Regions from separate parts of the Oryctolagus cuniculus genome. Here region 2 is linked to region 1. Evidence: chromatin contacts called from public Hi-C data. All regions are on one chromosome and are shown on one strand. The core of a region is the stretch at or near the end of the contact, and the rest is flanking DNA. Distances in the headings are between cores, read along the strand shown. Region 1 overlaps LOC103350563 (a long non-coding RNA gene). Region 2 overlaps BBX (BBX high mobility group box domain containing).

Region 1 (6,408 bases), core at 1,853-4,352:
AACAGAAACACACCCTTGGCAGCCACTACCCATATCAAGAAATAAAACTATTCCTAGCTTCCTTCATTCACCTGCTGAATTGGGAGCAATCTCTCTCCAAATGTAACCACTGCCTTATCCTCAGATATATAGTTTAGTTTTGGCTGTTCTTGAATGACACGTTAATTATTCAGTGAGTATTTAATAGTAGTTGGTTTTGTTCACTCCATATTATATTTGAGTTCCTCGATATTGTTTCATGTACCAAGTCTTTTCTTATTTTCTTCTCTTTTATGTTGTATGGCACTTAATTGTATGGAAACACCCTGTTTTTCCTTTATACTATTATTTTTCTTAATAATGGCTTTAGATATAATTTACATCTCCAATTTTTCAATTATAAGTGTGCAGATTAGCGTATGTGTTTTGGAGTATATATACAGATATGGGCGACTATCCCTAAATGCGTTTTAGAACATTCTCTTCACCTGAAAAGCAACTCTAGACTTTTTAGGTACTAACCTCCAAGCCCTGTCTGTATCCTTTCCAGCATCAACCATTCACTCATCTTTCTGTCTCTGCAGTTTTGCCTGCCCTGGACATTTCACAAAAATTGAATCCAGGATGAGATCTTGTGATTGTTCCCATAAACTGATAATGAACATTCAGATTATCTCCAGGTTCAGGGCTATTAAAATAATGGATGTGTGAACATTAGTCTGTCTGCCTGCTCACATAGAAGCAGACTCTGTTGGGATAAATCCATAAAATTGGGTAGCTTGGACATAAGTATGTCTGTGATCGTCAGTAGTTAGATTGCCAAAAGTTTTACATATTTGCTCTCTCAGCGGTGTTGTGTACTCAGTGCCCCCACATCCTCACCAACACTGGGGATTGTGTGGCCTTGATTTCCAGTTCTATGATGATGATTAATGATAAAGAGTGTTTTTCTTATTATTATTGGCCAATTGGATATCTCATTTAATACAGCTTTTTAGATATTCACCCATTTTTCTATTGGATTATTTATCTTTTTCTGTTCTTTCTGAACGCTGCATACAAACACCTTTTCTAATAGACGGTTCACATTTAACTATCTCGTAATCAGATTTTGATAAAAGTAAATTTTAGTTTTTATTGAAGTTAAATTTACAGATCTTCCTCCATGACTGCGTGTCTGCTCCTGAGTTATAAACATGTGTATTCTTTGCTTGTATTTTGTATTAAAAAATAAGAAAAAGAACCCTTTACTGTTGAACATGTTGGCATTGTTCCTTTTTTTTTTTCCTCTTTTAGGGACATTTTGAAACACATTATTCTTTTTCTGTTGTTTTTTCCTTTTATAAATTTGTTTTTAAAAGGCTTTATAAAGGGCCTTTTACAACCACCACCCGCCTCCCACCCCCATTCTTTTTCCATGATTACTGCCTTTGCTGATCTGTAAGAAATTATTGCCTACTCTAAGGTCACAATGACTTTCTCCTGTGTTACCATCTGGGAACTTGTCTTTTCTTTGAACACTTACATCTAATAATATGTACAATTGATTTTGGAGTGTGATTTAATTAAGGACTGATTTTTTTTTTCACATATTGCATCCCCTTGACCAGTGTCATTCTTGAGAAAAAAAATTAACCTTTTGTTATTGTTCTACAAAATCACTTTTATCATAAATCCACAGAAACAGATCTATAGATATTAGAATTAGTAGACAAGGAGTGTAAAATAACTGCCAAATGTGCTAAAGAATCTTATTAAGGGTGGATATAATAAGTAAAGACATAGGAAATTTCAATAGAAACACAAAACAAATAATATAAAAAGGTTAAAATGGAAATCCTACAGCTGAAACACGTAATTGAAATTATTTGATAGGATTATTAATAGATTTGACACATGGTAGAAAGAATCATTAAACTTGAAGAAAAATCATTAGAAATCATCCAGATTTAATGTATGTGGAGAAGCAATAAGTTTAACTCAACAGAGCATCAGTGATTTGTGAGATAGTGTCAGTAAGTCTAATATACACAAAACTGGGCTCCCAGAATGTAAAGAGAGAATATGAGGCAGAAAAATATTTACAAAACCTTGCCAAGTTTGATCAAATATATTTTATCTAGAACGTTTACTTGTTTTCAGTGAGAAGTTGATCCCAGTATCAGATTGCCATTAATGGAATTTAGAAGTTAACATAAATGAAGTTCTATATGAGTGATCCACAAGACATTTTTAAAGTCACATAAAATGTGGAAAAATATCTTGTTAGATGGGACTGTCCTGAGCATAGCTATACCTTTTTATTTTTTTTAATTTATTTATTTGACAGGTAGAGTTACAGACAATGAGGGAGAGAGACAGAGAGAAAGGTCTTCCTTCCGTTGGTTCACTCCCCAAATGGCTACAACGGCCAGAGCTGCGCCAATCCAAAGCCAGGAGCCAGGTGCTTCTTCCTGGTCTCCCATGCGGGTGCAGGGCCCAAGCACTTGGGCCTTCCACTGCCCTCCCGGGCCACAGCAGAGAGCTAGACTGGAAGAGGAGCAACCGGGACTAGAACTGGGTGCCTATATGGAATGCTGGCGCTGCAGGCTGAGGATTAACCTAGTGCGCCATGGCGCTGGCCCCTAGCTATACTTTACAATTAAATGTTGCCTACCCACTAAAAACCAGTAGCACCATCCCCATCATGGTAAAATGGTGCAGTTTTTCAGAGCCTCCCACCATGCAGGAAACGACCACACTTGCCCTGAGAGCCCCTCTCTCACAGTACCCGCCATGGCGTCCTCCTTCCATGCCCCTTCCAGCCTCATCTTCTGGGATGAGGCTCCTGAGTCTCAAACCACTGGCCTCCTTCTCAGGGCACTGGGGATTGCTCTTCTGCCCTCCAGAATGCTCCTCCCGGGAATTTCCACATGAGATGTAAGTTTTCTCAGTGAAGGCTTGTAGATTAAAGAAAAACACCAGAAACTTGTACATTCTCGCCCCATCTGAGCTCCTTTGCTAGGGCTACCACAGCAAAATGCCATAGACTGGGTGTCTTAAGCAACAGAAATTAGCTTTCTCAGTTCTGGAGGCTTTTAGAAGTTCAAGACCAAGATGTCAGCAGGTTTGATTTCTCCTGAGACCTCTCTCCTTGACTTGCACTTGGCTGCCTTCCTGGGATTTTTCCTCCGTACGAGTCCCTAGTGCCTGTTTGTGTGTCCAGAATTCCACTTACAAGGACATTAGTTACATTGGATTGAGGCCCACACTAAGGGCCTTAGCTTTCCTCCTTAAAAGTCTCTTTTCTCCAAATACAGTTACCTTATGAAATCCTGTGGGATTAGGACTGCACTGTATGGATTTTGTAGGGGAGAATGCAGTTGGGCCCTTAACCATCCCTGGTTGATTTTTATCCATAGCCCTTATTTTAAATATAATGTATTTTCATTATTGTTTTATTGTCTCACCTAGGGTTCTACTAGATTACAGATTCCATGAGAGAGGAATTCTAATGAGTTTTTTCTCTGTAGTGTCTTCAGAACCTCAGATGAGTTGAAAAATTACAGTTGTTGATGTTTTTTACTCAGGGCCAGCATCTGTGCAACTTCAGTTGATTCTTAATAACTCCCTTTATATTTCAGGACATTCTTTCATTTTTTCATGAATTAAGAAAGCCCTGATTGTATTCCAGTAATTTATGCATTGCTAAGTTATGTTTGAGTTTCTTAGCAGAAAGAATTACAGCAGGAAAAGATCCAGCTTTTTACAGAGTGATATGCCTGTTTCCAAAGCAACAAAAACCTTCCCCTGATTAGGCAGACTGAGGGCTCTTCCATTTGTAGTGGGAATCTCATCAAACTGCTAAGGACCACCGCACAGAGAAACAGGCCCTAGCTCCATCGTGGCAAGCAAAGATGCCTGTTCAGTTGTGTGCTAACTGTACCAATTGCTTTTGCTTATATTATTTTTTTCTCTAGGTGGTCAGATTCAGGATGGAGCTTTCAAAAACAAAGATGAAAACCTGAAGGAGCTGCCAACTGAGTGTTCCTTTGTAACATCTGCACTGCAAGGAAAAATTACGTTCCTGCCTTGTGTCGTCTAACAACAACCTATTTAGCCATTGTTTTAATCTAGGTTATTCTTGAAAGCAGAGGCTGAAACAAGGTAAATGCTTTCTATTCGGTAATCTGACCCCAGGGAGCAGGGATGATGGGGGAGTGAACAGGAAAGAAAGCAAAAGAAAACCCAGGCTGGGGCCAGCGCTGTGGTGTAGTGGACTAAGTCTCCACCTCCACCTGTGATGCCGACATCCCATATGGGCACTGGTTCCAATCCTGGCTGCTCCTCTTCTGATGCAGCTCTCTGCTATGGCCTGGGAAAGCAGTAGAAGATGGCCCAAGCACTTGGGCCCCTGCACCCTGCAGCCGCCCCTGGCTCCTGGCTTCAGATCTGCACAGCTCTGTCCATTCAGATCTGCACAACTCCAGCCATTGTGGCCATTTAGAAAGTGAACCAGAGGATGGAAGACCTCTGTCTCTGTCTCTCCCTTTGTCTGTAACTCTACCTCTCAAATAAAAAGGAAAAAAAAAAAAAAAAGAAAGAAAACCCAGGCAAAATAAGGTAGTGTTAACAAGTGGTCCACCAGTGTTAAGGCTAACTTAATGTAGAACCTTCTCATAATTCTTATTAAGCATTGCTCAGAACTGCCTGGCTAAGGGGTCACGGGGAGAAGCTTTTATCTATCAGCATCATTTCATATGTACTGAAAGTTGCTCCCAGGGGGCGTGAGGCCCACATTCCTCTGGGCTGCAGAGACAGGAGAGCACAGCTGGAACCATGGTGTCACACACTGCTTCACCAGAGAAGGCATGGGACAGGAAACTGGATTCTTGGTGCATGCTTGAAGTGAGGCACTGTCAGCCCAGAGCAGGGTAAAAGCTTCCTAGAATTGTTCTTGAGAGCTGTGGCTGGAATCGGGTTGAAATGAGAAAGCACACAAGAGGCATCTGATAAGCCTGCAGAATACACTGTTAGGCTTGTCTAAATCTGTTTCTTCCCTTATTTCTATGCTCCGGTTTTTGGCATCCAGTACAAGGCCAGCAGAAGAGTTAAATAAGAAGGTTAAATGTTTTGGAAGGTACGTGTTTCTAACAGTTTTGAGTCATGTTTATAAGAGGAAGTGACAGTGAAACTTGAATTTTGTTTAACATTTTACTTGAAAAATGTGACCACTGGGAAAGGATTGTGTATCTTCTTATCTTACATAATTTCAGAAACAATCATGAGTTATTTGGAGAAAAGTTAAAAAATAAAATTTAATCATTTCTTGTGTCTTTGTGAGCTTTATAAATCAATGTCCTTAACTTTTCCTAAGATGCTGTTTTCTTCTGTCAAATAGCACTAGTGATAGCTTCCAAGTAATGAAGGGAAAACTAGAAGAAGCATGGGATAAAAAGAATTATGATAATTTCCATCATGTGAAGGGTTAGCATTGATATTGGTTGGAATACAAGGGAAACTGAGTGATTCCTCTTTGAGGCCCCATCTTCTAGAAATAGTTGGTCACCATCTTCCTCTGCTTGCCATCAATAAGATGAAGGCTTTGTTCTTCAACTCAATATGTGTTAGCTTCTGCCATGTGCTGAGGGTACCTCAACAAGTTCATGGGAAAATGGAATTAAAAACCATGCATGATTTCTTTGTAATATAAGTTTTCCATGAACTTGAACTTCTTGAAGACCCCTCATATGCATGGATCTTAAAATTTGTTTGCACCAAAATAAACTTCTCTTTTAATTCCCTTTTCCACAAAATTTTTGAAATACCCTCATATATACACATCTCAAAACTCATGTAATCTCTCAAGAGCCAAAACAAAGATCAGTGAGGAGGAAAGGCTGCAAAGAAAAAACTGCAGAAATCCACAGAGATCCCATTGTTGAACACTAACCTTAACAATTCTCAAAACTAACATGACACTGGAAAACATTTCATTACTGAGAACTCCATGTATGCGTGAAAGATCTCAGAAATGTTACATAGGTAGGACCAGACTAGCCTGATTAAAATTACACCACTTGTCCCCTCTTACTTCACTCCTCTCAAAACAAGCCTAAAATCGGTCAAAGTAAAACAAAGCTGATCCACAACTAACTACCTGCCAGGACAATGCCCAAATTTGTTATTTTGCAACTTCTGAGAAGCATGTGCAAAGATGGGATTATTTTTAACAGATTTTTGGCGAAATGCTTCTGAATGCTGAAAGGCAGAGTAAGCAACATGAGATAGAATACTCAGACTCCATAACATGCCTGAACCCGGTGAGGGTGTGATGTTTAACTCTTATTTATGTCAACTTATATTTGTCCAAACATTATTTCTGGCTGTTTCAGGGTGTTTTCTGGTGAGATTAGGATTTGAATTGATGGACTGAGTAAAGTAGATTGA
Region 2 (6,408 bases), core at 2,067-4,566, 370 kb after region 1:
GCTGATGTAATCTGATATTATAGTAATTTTATTGGATAATTATGTATTTAGTTCTTGAATAACATAGTTTCTCAAAACTTTTTAATAAAAGTTAAGTATCAAGTTCTCTAAATGTAGATAAATGACCACATGATAGGAATGCTTCTTGCATATTTGACAGTTTAAAATGTGATGAGAAAAACATGTGGTGATTACCAAGGAGTACACAGTGAGTTCAGAAAAACACAAACACAAACATAAAGACACCAAATGTGTTTAATGCTATCCATCCATGTTCTCATTTGATTTTTCACAACAAACTGTTGGTGGTGGTAGTCAGGGTTGTCTTGTTATTGTTGTTGATGTAGGAAAAGGAAGGCTCAGGCTACACCAGTGCCAGTCTAAAGTGGGGGTGTTTCATAATTGCAGCGCTATAACTGGAACCTCCTCCTGTCTGTAACATTTTCTTAAAGTTAAATGGTTATGGCTGGCGCCACGGCTCAATAGGCTAATCCTCCGCCTGCGGTGCCAGCACATCGGGTTCTAGTCCCGGTCGAGGTGCCGGATTCTGTCCCGGTTGCCCCTCTTCTAGTCCAGCTCTCTGCTGTGGCCCGGGAGGGCAGTGGAGGATGGCCCAAGTCCTTGGGCTCTGTGCACACATGGGAGACCAGGAGAGGCACCTAGCTCCTGCCTTCGGATCAGCGCGGTGTGCTGGCCGCAGCGCGCCGGCCGTGGCGGCCATTGGAGGGTGAACTAACGGCAAAGGAAGACCTTTCTCTCTGTCTCTCTCTCACTGTCCACTCTGCCTGTCAAAAAAAAAAAAAAAAAAAAAAAAAAAAAAGTTAAATGGTTACCTCATGAATTTTGTTGCCACAACCATTTGTGTTTTCCTAAATATATTTAAGAGTCAAAACACTATCCATGTTTTCTTGAATGAATGACTTTTTAACCAGAACACTGTGCTATCTGAAAATACTCAAAAATTTGTAATTTTGATTTATTGACTTCACGAATTCTCTGACTTGTGAAATTTTTTATCTTCAGTTTTGCTTTAGAGGTCTTTTGTATGTGTGACAGATGTATGGTGCAGTTAAGCTTGTTTGTGTATTATACGTATATGAAAGCCAAAATTTAAAAGGATTTGTAGAACTAGGAGCAAGGGGACACAAATTGGACAAAACTGTGAATTGAACGTGTATTTACTTTTGACAATTATGTATTTTTGGGGTATAAGTCAAAATTTTAAGGATCCACTGTTTGATCAATTAAACTATCCAGTTATTTTTATCTTGTTGTTACAGGTTTTTGTTTTAGCATTAGCAGTTGTTTTTTTGACTACAAAGAGCTGACCAAAACTATTAACTTCTTTTCTCCCAAAGATCTTTTTATTTTTTTAAAGAATATTTTTACTTGAAAGTCAGAGTTACACAGAGAAGGAGAATCAGAGAGAGAGAGAGAGAGAGAGAGAGAGGTCCTCATTCACTGGTTCACTCCCGAGATGGCCACAACGACCGGAGCTGCACCCATCCAAAGCCAGGAGCCAGGAGCTTCTTCCTGGTCTCCTACGCGGGTGCAGGGGCCATCTTCTACTGCTTTCCCAGGCCATAGCAGAGAGCTGGATTGGAAGTGAGCAGCCGGACTCAAACCGGTGCTCATATGGGATGTCGGCATTGCAGGCAGCGGCTTTACCCATTACGCCACAGTGCCGGCCCATCTCCCAAAGATCTTTATAAACATTAAGCCAAAAGAATATGGTACCCTATTAGAATGGTTTCACACTTAAAAATAAAGAACCTAAGAATCACATAAACACACAAAAAACCAACAATTAAACATGTTTTACTGTATCTCTGAGAGGTGAATAAAATTTGTAGCTATAAATCTTAGTAATAAAAACACTAAAATGGATCCCTAACATACGTGCTCTTTGAAGAGGAAGGAGTGGACGTAGGTCTTTTGGCTGAGTGTGGAGCACAGCATAATTCACCTAGCTAGAGAGTAAACCCACATGTTCAATGTGTCAAAAGAGCATTCCTAAAGGAAACAGTGGTAGAAACAGAAGGGGACACCAAATATGTAACGATATTCTGCTGCTGTCTTCCCAGAAGAGGGATTTGAGGTTTACATTAAGGCTGTATGACTTTGGGCAAGTCAGTTAAACTTGGTAAATCTAAGTGGGGCGATCATAGTACCTGCCTCATTGACTGCTGGGAGTAAGAAATAATGGAATAACAAATAGTGAAATAAAATATGTATATGGCTTCTGTATGTCTTAGCCCAGGGTATTCTCTCAGTAACTAAAAATAAATAAATAGTGGTTCTTATTACTGTAATAAGTTTAAATGAAAATTAATGCAGGATGTTCAGTGATAGTAAATGGAGTGGAAAAGAAATAGGAAATGAGTGAACAGTAGATATCTAGACACCCTAAAGACTTAGCAATTGATGTGATGTGGGTGTTAAAATAAGGGGACACCAGGGTGATGGTTGAATAGCATTGTCCCTTACCCTTACCCAATAAAGTAGAGTTTTCAAAGAAACATCAGTGAGGTAAAGAAGTAGGTGAAAAATATTAATAACATTTTTATGTTTTTATTACACATTTGTTTTAATGTATTTTGAAAATGTTTTTAGGTAAAGGATGCACACACACACACACACACAGACACACACACACTTTTCCTCTCCTGGCTAGCAATTCAAGTTTTTCAGTACTAATTTGTTTGGCTACTCAGTGTCCTCTCTGAAGAGTTAAATGACAAAATTCTTGCTCTGTTTTAAAGAATCAGCACTTCTTTAAGATAAACAGCATCTAGAAGCCTGGCCAGGTACACTCATACACTGTTGAGAGGGAGACATGGGGGGAGCAGTCAGGAAGCATGTAGGTGGGAAGGGTTTCCTGTTTCCAGGCAACAGCGAGGAGCTACAGACGGCAAGCAACTTGAATATAAATTCATTCAGGAGAGGACATTTTACCACCCTGCCTCCTAGGCAGTGGGGGCACAGGCTTGACTCTGGAAGAAAGGGTGGAGCTTAAACTTCGTTTGTCAATGGTCGAAGTTACTAGAAACCCATTTCTCTTTAGGTTCTGTGAGTACAAAAAGTATCACCAACTAGTGGCCAGATTAGAATTTTATAGTGTTTTAAAAATAATAGCATCACATTTCTCTTGCTTCTTATTTTCCAGAAGCACGGGGCTTTCTGAGCCTTCATTTTCCTGTCTGCTTAGAGAGCAGAGGGGCTCATTTGCCCAAGAGCAGGCTCTGTCTCCGCCTGGCTCCATCTGCAGGAAGGAGGGAGAAGCACAGCTCACCGGGCTGGAAAGGGAGGTGCTTCCTCCTCTGCAGAAGCCAGTCCAGAGATTGACAGTGAGCACCGGAGAGAAGTCCCTCCTGTTCCCGGGGTCATGGAGCGTGGGGGCTTGTCCCTTGCTTGTGATACTTCACCTGCCCATGAAACACAGGAAGGTAGCAGGTTGCCAGAGTGGAAGGAGGCATTTGCTGGAGGCAGCTACCTGATTGGGGTGGACTAGTTCCGAGGCTTTTGAGATATTAAGAAAAATTGTTGATTACATATTGCCCCCCCCCCCAACGATTTTGTAGCTGATGTGTAAATTCCATGGACCCCCGAGGGACCCTCTTGTTTTATACTCCAGTCCATTACAGCGTCGGGGGGAGGGATTATGTAGGCTGAGTAGAGGGTATGTGTAGAATGCACACGTCCCTTTTCTCACTTTCACACCGTGTCTCATCGAGAGTTGCTGAGATGAGCTCCTTTGCTCTTAAAATCTGCTTTTCGTTGTTTCATTATACTGCTTATGTTTAATTTTTTCTTGAAAATCTAAGTCAGATGACTGGTGCTGTCGAGAGGTGAGGAAGCACCTGCGCTAGCCCTGAGCTGGGATTTGTCCTCTGCTCAGGCAGGAAGAGAAAAGCGAGTGCTGCTGTTGGAGCCTGCCTGAGCAGTTGCATGTTTTATCGCTGGGTCTGGAGCCTCCGTTAGTGACTTGTGCCCTGACTGTAGCTGCCTTACACCCAGTAGCTGGCTACAGGGCCACAGAAAGAACTGCCCAGACGCTTGAGCAAACACAGGGGGTGCAAGCTTTACATTGGATCCCCTCTTGTCATGTGTGCAAGGATGAATCATTCCGTGAAGGGTCTAATCTGTCTCCTTATTGTCCTGTCTGGAAGGGTCACATTATTTAAGTGTAACTCCTGAGAGCCTGCCAGATACATTCAAACAAATGCTGATGGATGCTCTGCAGTCCCTCCCATCCCAACAGATTTCTTTATGCTTCTTTTTATGTAGACACTTAACCTATGTTGAGGGTGCCTCTTTTATTACCAGAGAGAAGAAGTTTAAGGGATTTAATCCTCCCTGTTTATAATGTTTGTTCCTCCCCAGTTTGGTACCTCCCCCCATCCCCCATTTCTGTTACTTGTGCTCTTAACTGCCTTGTGGGACATTAAGAAAGTACCTATGATAGATTAAGTATCTTTAGTTTCACTCTCATTTTTCTATAAATCTTTAAATCTAGTATTAGGAACATAAGTTGACAAGCTCTGCATTATTTTTGTTAATTATTTCATAGATTTTTTTTTGCATAACTTTGGATTGTATTTGAAAAGCTCATTTTAAATCAGCACAACAGGTTTTAAAAACCAAATAATCATTTATGTAAAAGTTGAGTTACTTATGATATTATATAGGTAGTTATTTGAGTCTAGTTCATTTTAATCATTTGATGTTAGTTATAGAGACAAATTTCAGGTATAGAAAATTATGAAAGATTAATGTAGTAAGAGGAGACTTTTATGCATTGTGCTTTTTTAATGAGAAAATAGAGTTTCACTTATGAGGCATTAATGTTGACTGTTTATGTGATTTTTAAAGATATTGCTTCTGATGCATTTTGGACAGAAGATAATTTTTATAGATAGTTTTTGTTAATTTTTTTCTTATTCTCACCATTTTCTTTGTTACTTTTCTTCAAATGTTCAATTTTGTTATTTATGTAAGTACATTTATGTGATAATATGTGCTAACAATTTACTGTACTGAAGATTCAAAAGATTTCCATTTGGGATTCAGTTGGTAAAAGAATATTATCTTCCAATATCATTTATACACCAACTCTTAGTTTAATTCATAATCGTTAAATATTTACCAAATATATGGCTGTTATATATGTATTTTGTCCAGAAAGAAATATGCTATGCTTATAAAATATTAAGTAATCAATATTTTAAACAACTGATAAGTTTTATGAGTTTAATTTTGTAATTTTACAAATAAATGTTTAAATATGAAAGACCTAAAATCAACCTGCTCTATGTTCTAAGGCTAACCTTTTTAATTAACTATTATTCACCAATGATTCTTGAATGAGTTTTGTTTGAAAGACAATCTGTATTTAACTAGAAGCAAATTTATACTAAACGTCTAATTTTTCATAGAAGCTAGTAGTTTTGCTTTAAAATGTCTTTAATCATATTTTCACTTTTGAGCCTTTATAAAATAATTGCACTGATTACACACTTATTATTATGTATTATTATTATTACATGCTTTTTGGATGCCTGGGATGGATGAAAGGGCTATTTAGGACATTTACTCTGTGTGTTAGAAAAGGAATGGGCTTTCCTCATCTCCCTTGAATCTTTTTTGGCAAAGGAGGCTGTTCTTTTTTATGATTCCTAAACCCTGAAATTCCCCTTCTGTAATCTTTCCCATCTACCGAGTCAGAAGTAAAGGCACCATTATTTCTTCATCTTTCTATCTTCTAGGGGCTAACAGAGCTTAACATATACTACATAGCTAGTAATTGTGGAATTAAGGAGAGATTTTTAAAAAGTAGCTTTGAGAATAGAATTATATGCCAAATTATAATTAGTGGTTTGCTAATTGGTCTTCTCTGCTATGTGCATGAGCTGATGTTTAGTTTTATACATTGCACCCATACTTGGCATTTAGTATTTTGAGTTAGTTTTTTCTTTTACTTTGCAAACAGAAATTTAAGGTAAGAATTGAGTTATACATAAAAATATAATGTATTAGTAGTGGAGCAGAATTTATAAACATCTTTAAATTTTCTTAATCATATGCCATATCCTTTAAGGAATAGTTGTCAAGTATTTTTAGAAAAGAATTATGCTAGGGTCAGGCCTGGTTTGTATTTCGATGGGAGAAAAGAATTATGCTATATTATTAGTGCTGCTATTAAAATGTTTTTTAGATAATTTACATTACCTTACAGAATTACTGTTGTAATGATATGTTTGTAAAATGGGCAAAGTATTTATTTGAAAACATTCTCTTTTTTTAATTTAAAGATTTATTTATTTATTTGAAAGAGTTACAGAGAGGCAGAAGCAGAGAGAGATAGAAAGCGAGGTCTTCCATCAACTGGTTCACTCCCCATGGCCGCAA

What was found. Hi-C and Micro-C count contacts between places; a contact is called where the count stands out from the background.
Region 2: a Hi-C map of an unstated tissue shows a contact between it and region 1, with 2.4 times the contacts expected there. The contact joins two enhancer-like sites. A contact is called at or near these places in 2 of 6 Hi-C or Micro-C datasets (psoas muscle and an unstated tissue).

The regions. Positions count from the first base shown.
Region 1 is chr4:62,403,864-62,410,271 of mOryCun1.1, forward strand. The region is part of intron 1 of LOC103350563 (a long non-coding RNA gene); the gene reads left to right. Among named protein-coding and RNA genes, the nearest start is that of CCDC54, 140 kb to the right of the region's middle. Within about 2 kb of position 3,103, at least 1 of the 8 cell types and tissues checked has an H3K27ac peak or open chromatin away from gene starts, as enhancers often do.
Region 2 is chr4:62,770,940-62,777,347 of mOryCun1.1, forward strand. The region is part of intron 1 of BBX (BBX high mobility group box domain containing); the gene reads left to right. Among named protein-coding and RNA genes, the nearest start is that of BBX, 60 kb to the left of the region's middle. Within about 2 kb of position 3,317, at least 1 of the 8 cell types and tissues checked has an H3K27ac peak or open chromatin away from gene starts, as enhancers often do.